2 separate regions of the Arabidopsis thaliana genome follow, and region 1 is linked to region 2. The links are chromatin contacts, called in public capture Hi-C maps. All regions are on one chromosome and are shown on one strand. The core of a region is the stretch at or near the end of the contact, and the rest is flanking DNA. Distances in the headings are between cores, read along the strand shown. Region 1 holds the start of AT4G05335 (a long non-coding RNA gene). Region 2 holds the start of ACS11 (1-aminocyclopropane-1-carboxylate synthase 11).

Evidence for each region. Capture Hi-C pulls out chosen DNA fragments and counts their contacts.
Region 1: a contact with region 2 is called in a capture Hi-C map of seedling, with 1.7 times the contacts expected there. A contact is called at or near these places in 1 of 26 Hi-C or Micro-C datasets (rosette leaf) and 1 of 3 other capture datasets (seedling).

Annotation. Positions count from the first base shown.
Region 1 is chr4:4,970,376-4,973,971 of TAIR10.1, reverse strand. It overlaps AT4G05335 (a long non-coding RNA gene), which reads left to right and starts at 2,065. Exons shown (of 1, transcript NR_141862.1): 1 at 2,065-2,448. AT4G05315 (a long non-coding RNA gene) reads right to left here and starts at 2,672. Exons shown (of 1, transcript NR_141861.1): 1 at 2,246-2,672. It also overlaps the pseudogene AT4G08090.
Region 2 is chr4:4,885,120-4,888,743 of TAIR10.1, reverse strand. It overlaps ACS11 (1-aminocyclopropane-1-carboxylate synthase 11), which reads right to left and starts at 1,782. Exons shown (of 4, transcript NM_116873.2): 1 at 1,492-1,782; 2 at 1,251-1,382; 3 at 847-1,007; 4 at 1-753. The coding sequence starts at 1,632. AT4G08039 (Defensin-like (DEFL) family protein) reads left to right here and starts at 2,709. Exons shown (of 2, transcript NM_001036515.1): 1 at 2,709-2,771. The coding sequence starts at 2,709.

The DNA of each region.
Region 1 (3,596 bases), core at 816-3,315, 85 kb before region 2:
CTGTCCTACTCAAGTTAATAACACCATGCACACAATCACTTTTCTTATCTCATATATATACAAGAAAGACATTCATACGTACCACAAAGTTCCATCTGGTCTATCCGGGTGGGGAAGCGGCATCAATGTCCTTACTTCTTGAGATAGCAAGGCGTCAATGTTGATTTTCCTATGGCTACCCCTTCTATTGCCACTGCCACGTCCCATAACTGCGGCCAGAATTCTTCCTCTTCCACGGTAACCACCACCAATTCCACGGTCATCTCCATGATCACCACCGTGGCCATCTCCACTGTCACCACTGCGACCATCTCCACGGCCATTACCACGTCCACCAATTTCACGACCATTACCACATCCACCACAGCCAGAACCATCAGATCCATAACCTCCAGAGCCGGAACCACTGTTAGGAATCATCTTGCACAAGATACATCGAGAAAACGAGTATAGTTAGTAGGGAAAAAAGAAACAAAAACAGTAAGGTAAAATATCGTTGTTTAAACTGAAATTTTTTTAAAGAAATTGTTTTTTTTTTAAGTACACTAGGTTTCTATAAAAGATCTCAAACTCTTCCAAAATTCAAATATTAAAAATCTTATATTTCAAAACAAATACCTCTTATTAAGAAACCACATGCAAAATTTATCTTTGAAAAATAAATAAGAACTTAATAATCGAAAAGAAGAAAATCTGGGTTTCGAAAACTCACACTTACCTTAAAGATGAAGGAGTAGAAGGCTGAGAAAACGTCGGAGATGGAGTGATGACGAGAGAGACAGATCGTTTAAACTGGATTGAGAGGGTACGGTGGTCAGTTCGAGAGAGAGCGTCGGAGATGGAAAGAATATGATCAAGACAAGGTTAGAGATGGAGGATTTGTGAGAGAGGCGAGTAAATCGCCGGTGGTGAGAGCAATATTGAGAAATGACACAAGAGAAGAGAAAAGTTAGAGTAGCCAGTGAAAGCAAACTAGGGTTTACAAAAAAAAAGATGATCGTCCCTTTGTTTCCTCTTCCTCTATTACGCATATTAATGAGGCATCCAAGATTAATTTAAATTTAAAATAATTTGCTATCAGATAAATGAATCGAAATGTGGGTAAATGTAATGATTATTTACCATGACTTTTTCGCATAATGAAATGACCACGGTAAGACGAGGCAACTTCAGAATGAAAAACACGTGGAGAGCCTTTTAGCGGGCATCTCAAGTTATTTGTTACAAAATTCATTGTTACTAATCTATTGAGTTAATTAAATTTTCACTTGCTAGAAGCCCATGACGGCAACCAGCCCAAATAAATGACAAAAATGATAGTAACCCAACAAGTCCATGACGGCAACAAGTCCAAATGGAGTAATCAATTTTATAGTTTTTCAATTAAAGTACCAAATCTTTGTTCTTTGCTCTAATCATTAGAAACAAATAAGAGGATGAACCAGATCATGTTTCTGATTACAATAAAACTCTTAGTTCCTTGATAAAAAAAGTGAATTAAATTAATAGTTCAAAGACTTGCAAAACCTGTTCGTGGCACTACCAACACTTTCATACAAGTTGGTAAAGAATCATGTGAGTTAAAAGTATAAAGAATCCACTAATAAACGAAGATAGGAGAATTAATAAGGTAAACAAACACAGTAAGGCTTTTGGAACTCGATTCTTATTTTAAAGAGATCAGAACCATCAGAATACAATCAAATACATGTGTAAAGAGCGAGAAGCACAAACAGAAATAAATCAAAACCAAAACCAGTCAAAACATTCTATCAGCGTTTACAAAATAGTTTTTCGATAAAGCAGAAAAGTCTCTTTTATGTATCCAACGATCTAAAACCTATAGCTCAGTCCTATATTTAAATGAGATAAGTAGATAACCTAGACACTGAACAAGTAACATCATTAGAGAGCATCTCATAGTGTAGGATTTGCTCTAAGAACATATATCACAAATTAACAAATCAGCACTTAAGTTTTTACAGACACATTTATGTTCTCTTGTTAAGTGACTTATTTTTGCTTAATTTAGAAAAAAAAACCTTAACTCAAGGGCAATAAACAAGTGCCCAAAATTCTTCTAAGTTCACAAAATTATTAAATGATGAAGGAATCTCACTACTAAGTCCCGAACTTCCAATGTTTACATATCATTATTAAATATGCGAATCAATCCCAAATTCTTTTCGCAAAAGCATTTTAGTTGAAGTCTACTCACTATACCCAAACTTAAATTGAAGAATCAGTTACCAAGCTCCAAGCCCCCAACAAATTAAATCCTTTGATTCAGCCTCACCGTTCCATTCCCACCAATCCTTTCCAAGTTATTAGTAGTCCCAATAAATCCAGACCCTCTCTAGTGACTCGGAACCATAAAACCAGATTTATCAGCGTTCCTTTTATTTGTGGATGAAGTACTGTATCCAAAACATGAATCTTGATAAGCACGAAATAGACTTATCAAAGAAATAGCAGAATTAAGATGAGAATTAGAAGATAGAGATGAGGTATCAGAAGAAATTGAGAAAGAAGATGATTGTTAAGTTTAATTGATCCTTCGATAAATGTTTTCAGAGAACAAGAGAGACTAAATAAAAAGATGATGATGATAAGTTCTGAAGCCTATCGAAGAATAAACTTAACCAGAAAGAAGAGAAATGTGCGGTTAATGGCGGAGAAGAAGAGATAGAGAGATTTAGAAAATTTTGATTAATTGATATTTCATAAGATAAAAACCTAATGATGAGACATCATAGTTTAAATAAACAATCTAAGGATTAAAACGACATAGTAATAGGATAGAGATATTGACTTAACTAAGCTACCCCTCGATGAGCTTGATAAAAGGTTTTACTAACAAGGAAAATAAGGGATTTTCGAAGAAAAAGTATGGAGCAAGTGGAAAGTTTGAAAATTAAGGCACGTATTGATTAGACAAAACAAAATCATAAGAGGATGGAAAGAGACACCGTGAAAAAGAAATATGTGAAAGATTTTTCACAAGAGGTGAAGTGAAAAGGGATTAAAGTGTGTTTGGTCTGTGAATCGTTAAAGCAACAAGGACATGGTTTGATGGTGGTGTTCTTAATCATATATCAATTTGGATAAAGTTCAGGAAGATATAAGTTGAGGTCTTTCAGTCTAGAGAAGACTGACTGTGAAGAGGATCTAAACTGCAACATCAAAGGAGAGAAGTGATAGAGCTAAAAACCAATTCAGAAGCTAAAACCTTTTATTACAATAAGAGAAAAACAAACAGAGAAAAAGCTTCAAAAAAGAGTCTCTCGCTTTGGGCCTAGCCCAAGTTATTTATGCTCTCCCTTCAGCCCATTACCCAACCTTTTGAAGCCCATGAGGATCTCTGCTGGATTAAGCCCACCTCTTCTAAGGCCAAGGTCTGATCTTAATTATGTTATGTGAAGGCCAATTTTATTGAACTCATTCTCATTGACAGAGAGCAGTGGACGCTTTCATGTGATGGTAGTGATGGATTTAGATTGGGATTGCAATTATTTTTCACGAAACCTGGTTGATAGATTAGCTCGATTGTTTCTTTTGTTTCATTGCAAAAGTCTGATCGTATGTTATCTAATCCC
Region 2 (3,624 bases), core at 533-3,032:
TCATCGCAATGACACGATGAGCCTGGAGAGATGTTAAGACCAACTTCACACACAATCTTTGTCCATAAAGAATGCTCGGCCTCAAAAGTGTTGGATTTCAAGAGGTGTCTTAAGTCAACCCAACAGAACAAACCTGCGTTACTCTTCAAACAACTGATACCCGCTTCCTTTAGACCCGAAACCAGCCTATCCTTTCTCTCTCTCAGCCTCTTCTTGTTCTCTTCCAAATAGTTGGTCGTGAATCTTTCATCAGACAGCAAATTGGCTAGCAAATGTTGAGTTTGGGAAGAAATGAGTCCAAAACTCGACATTTTAGTCGCGGCTGACACCACTTTCTCATTGTTTGAGTAAATCAAGCCAACACGAAATCCGGGGAGGCCTAGATCTTTGGACAAGCTGTAAACAACATGGATTTTACCATCTAAACCCATGTTCTTGTCCTTAGCCACTTCTAGAACGCTGGTGAACTCAGGAGAGTCGAAAACCGTTCCCGAGTAGATCTCATCGCTAACCATATGGATTTTCTTGGTTGATGTGAAGGTCAGAAGAAGATCAAGCTCTTCACGGGTGGTAGAGGTTCCAAGTGGGTTTGAAGGGTTGGTTATGAGAACTCCTTTAACATTTAGGTTATGTTTGAGAGCTCGTTCGTAGGCATCTTCTAATGCATCCTCGGTTATCTTGTACCCATTTGAGCTTACGCAATGGATAGGAACAATCTCTACTCCTGTCCTCCATTTGAGATCTCTATCAAACCTTCATGATGACAAAAAACAAAAAACAAATTTAGTCTCTCTTGTAAATAACACTAACATATTCAGAAACGTTAGTGTAAAAATATACACGTACCCTGGATAATAAGGTGCAGGGATAAGAAAGGCATCTCCTGGATTAGCAAGACAGAACATTAGAGTCTCGTTAGCCGAGGTTGATCCAGCTGTAAGAACCATCTTGTTCGTATCGAATTTCACTTTGTTCTCTCTGATTTTCCCCATGAACTTCGCCATGGCCTGTTGTGTAAAACCATAGAATATTTAGTATCATAGTTTGACTCTACTCCTATAATGTTTACTCTCTTTTTATATATCCGAAAAACCGAATCCAAAAAGAATAATAATAATAAATAAAAAAATAACCACACGCGAATTTTCGATCTTTTGAATTCGAAATATCAAAACCCTATCGATTATTTGTTTCCGTTAAAGTTAAACTAAACTGAAACTTTGTTTAAACACTCCCAATATGTTACTTACATCCTTGAAAGCTGGCAAGCCATGGTAATCTTGGAACAGAGCTAATTGTCTAAACACCGACTCATCATTTTTCTTCAAACCCAAGACTTCTGGATGCTCTTCAAGCCATTTCTCTATTAGGTCAAAAGAAAGCTGCAAAAAGAACGGAAACAACAACCGATAAACAAAAGTTTGGAAATTGTGTACATACTAGTTTTGTTCTCTATGAGTTAAAATAGTTAGTAGATTCATTGATACAAACCTGGTTTTCAGCAAGACCCATTTGAACAATCCCACTAGTGTTAAACGACTCGTGGAAAGGATTCTTCTCGTATTCTTGCCATCCAAGGAAGTAGGATGAGTCTTGTCCATGAGAGTCGCCAACAACTTTGCTTGACAACATTTTTTTTAAATGCTATAACTTGGTGATCAATATAGCAAGTAAAAGTACTTTCACTTTGTAGCTCAACAATAGATATATAGATAGAAAAGTAGAAGAAAAGTTTTGGTGGATAGAGAATGTGAGCCCTGTTGAGGAACAAAGAAAGAAGAATGGTGAATATATAATGTAGAGGAAGCTAAGGGAGGTGATCTATTAGGAGACATTGTCCCGACATTATTAGCTATAGTGAAAGTAGACGGTGTTGATTCTTTTGACTAAAAAACCCACACGTACAAAATTATTTAATTATTCTGACCCACACCCACACGTACACTTTTTTTTTCTATTTAATGCTTATAATATTTTTTAATCGTATGATAATTTTTAGAAAATGTTTTTCCTTGTTAAATTAGAGTTTACAATTTGGAAGTATTATTTATTTGTATTTATTCTCTCATTTCCTTTGAGTTTCCGATGTATTTGTTATCCTATCTGTATGTTCCTTTTTATTTTTGATAGTGGACAGCAAGGACATAAACAAAAGGTAGACGTATATTATAAGGTCGGGGATATTTTTAATCATGCAATAAAACAAAATTTGGAGATTTGAATCACACAATATATCAATCATACTTCATCGGTTTGGTAGAAAGATGCTGATGAAAGCAATGAGGTTTAACATGTAGAGATAGAAATGGCATGGGAACACTTTATGCATATGAGGTCTCTCCCATCTTAAGCTTTTATCGTAATCTTCTATTATTGTTAATATGATTTTTCATCTTTTTACTCTTTCACCAGGGAAACAATAATTGACGAAAACTCTTTTCTATAACGTAACTCTTTTTTTTTTATTGCTTCTTCTATTTTTGTGTTATTTGTGGGAACTCACTTTAGTTTTTTTTTTTTTTTTTCTAGTCGTTCTTATGCTCTAAAGTTTTTTTTGTATATGTAAAGCACACAAAAACGTCTCAGTCAGATTTTCAAATTTTGGAAAGTAACCCATCTTAAAAGTGAAAATGACTATTAAAGTTGACAAAGAATGGTAAAAAGTTATAAGGTAAATCAGTAGAGATTATAGTTTTGGTTGAAATGGAATGTCTTGTTTTAGCTTTCTAGTATATTTTCTTCTCTTTATAGTAACAAAAATGTCTCAGTCAGTCAGGTTTTCAAATATACTATAAAGGGAAGAAATCTTATAAGTTTTGTTACTACCTTTATAGTAACTTTTAACATAAAATTTTCCCACGTATAGTTTCGTTGTCTAAAGTAAACACAAGGGAAGATAATATACCTTAATGGATCATCTCCAGTAATTGGGTTAAATTCTCTCATTTTCATCACCAATTTCATCGTTAGAGCATTTCAAATCACTTAAAATAAACATCAATTATAAAGATATAGAAATGGGTCATAGCCTCATAGGTAATCATATCAATGTAAAAAAAAAAAAAATGCAAAATGACTCTTTCTAGCAAAATTGTATAACTTTTGAATAATGCATGAGACTCACAAATCGAATCATGACACTTCTTCAAGAAAATAAGAAATTGTTCTCATAAGACACACTTTTCATTTTTGATGTTGAATGATCAGGAGAAAATAAATATCTACTAAGCTTATACTTAAGAACAAGATCATAAAAAGCAGTTAAAGTTTCATCAATGTAGATTGGTAGATGGAGTGAAACGTGCACTGATTGCATGGAATTAATGCTCGTTAGACTTCAATAAGAATACAAACTAATGGTATTTTCCTACACTTTCCTTGCGCCATTGATCAAAACAATAGAGGATCAAAACCATCATTCACGAACACATTATCCTTAACATTTAGATAAGTCAACTTTTTTTATAAGCAAAAGAAATTTTAAAAATGATTCAATGGAAAATTTTATTTTTTAATGAAAGTTTTTGAAAAATATAATACCGTAAAGACATTTCTCCGTTGACAAAAAAAAGGAGTCATTTCTTTAAATTTCGTTATAAATATTAAATAACTCACTCAAAAAAG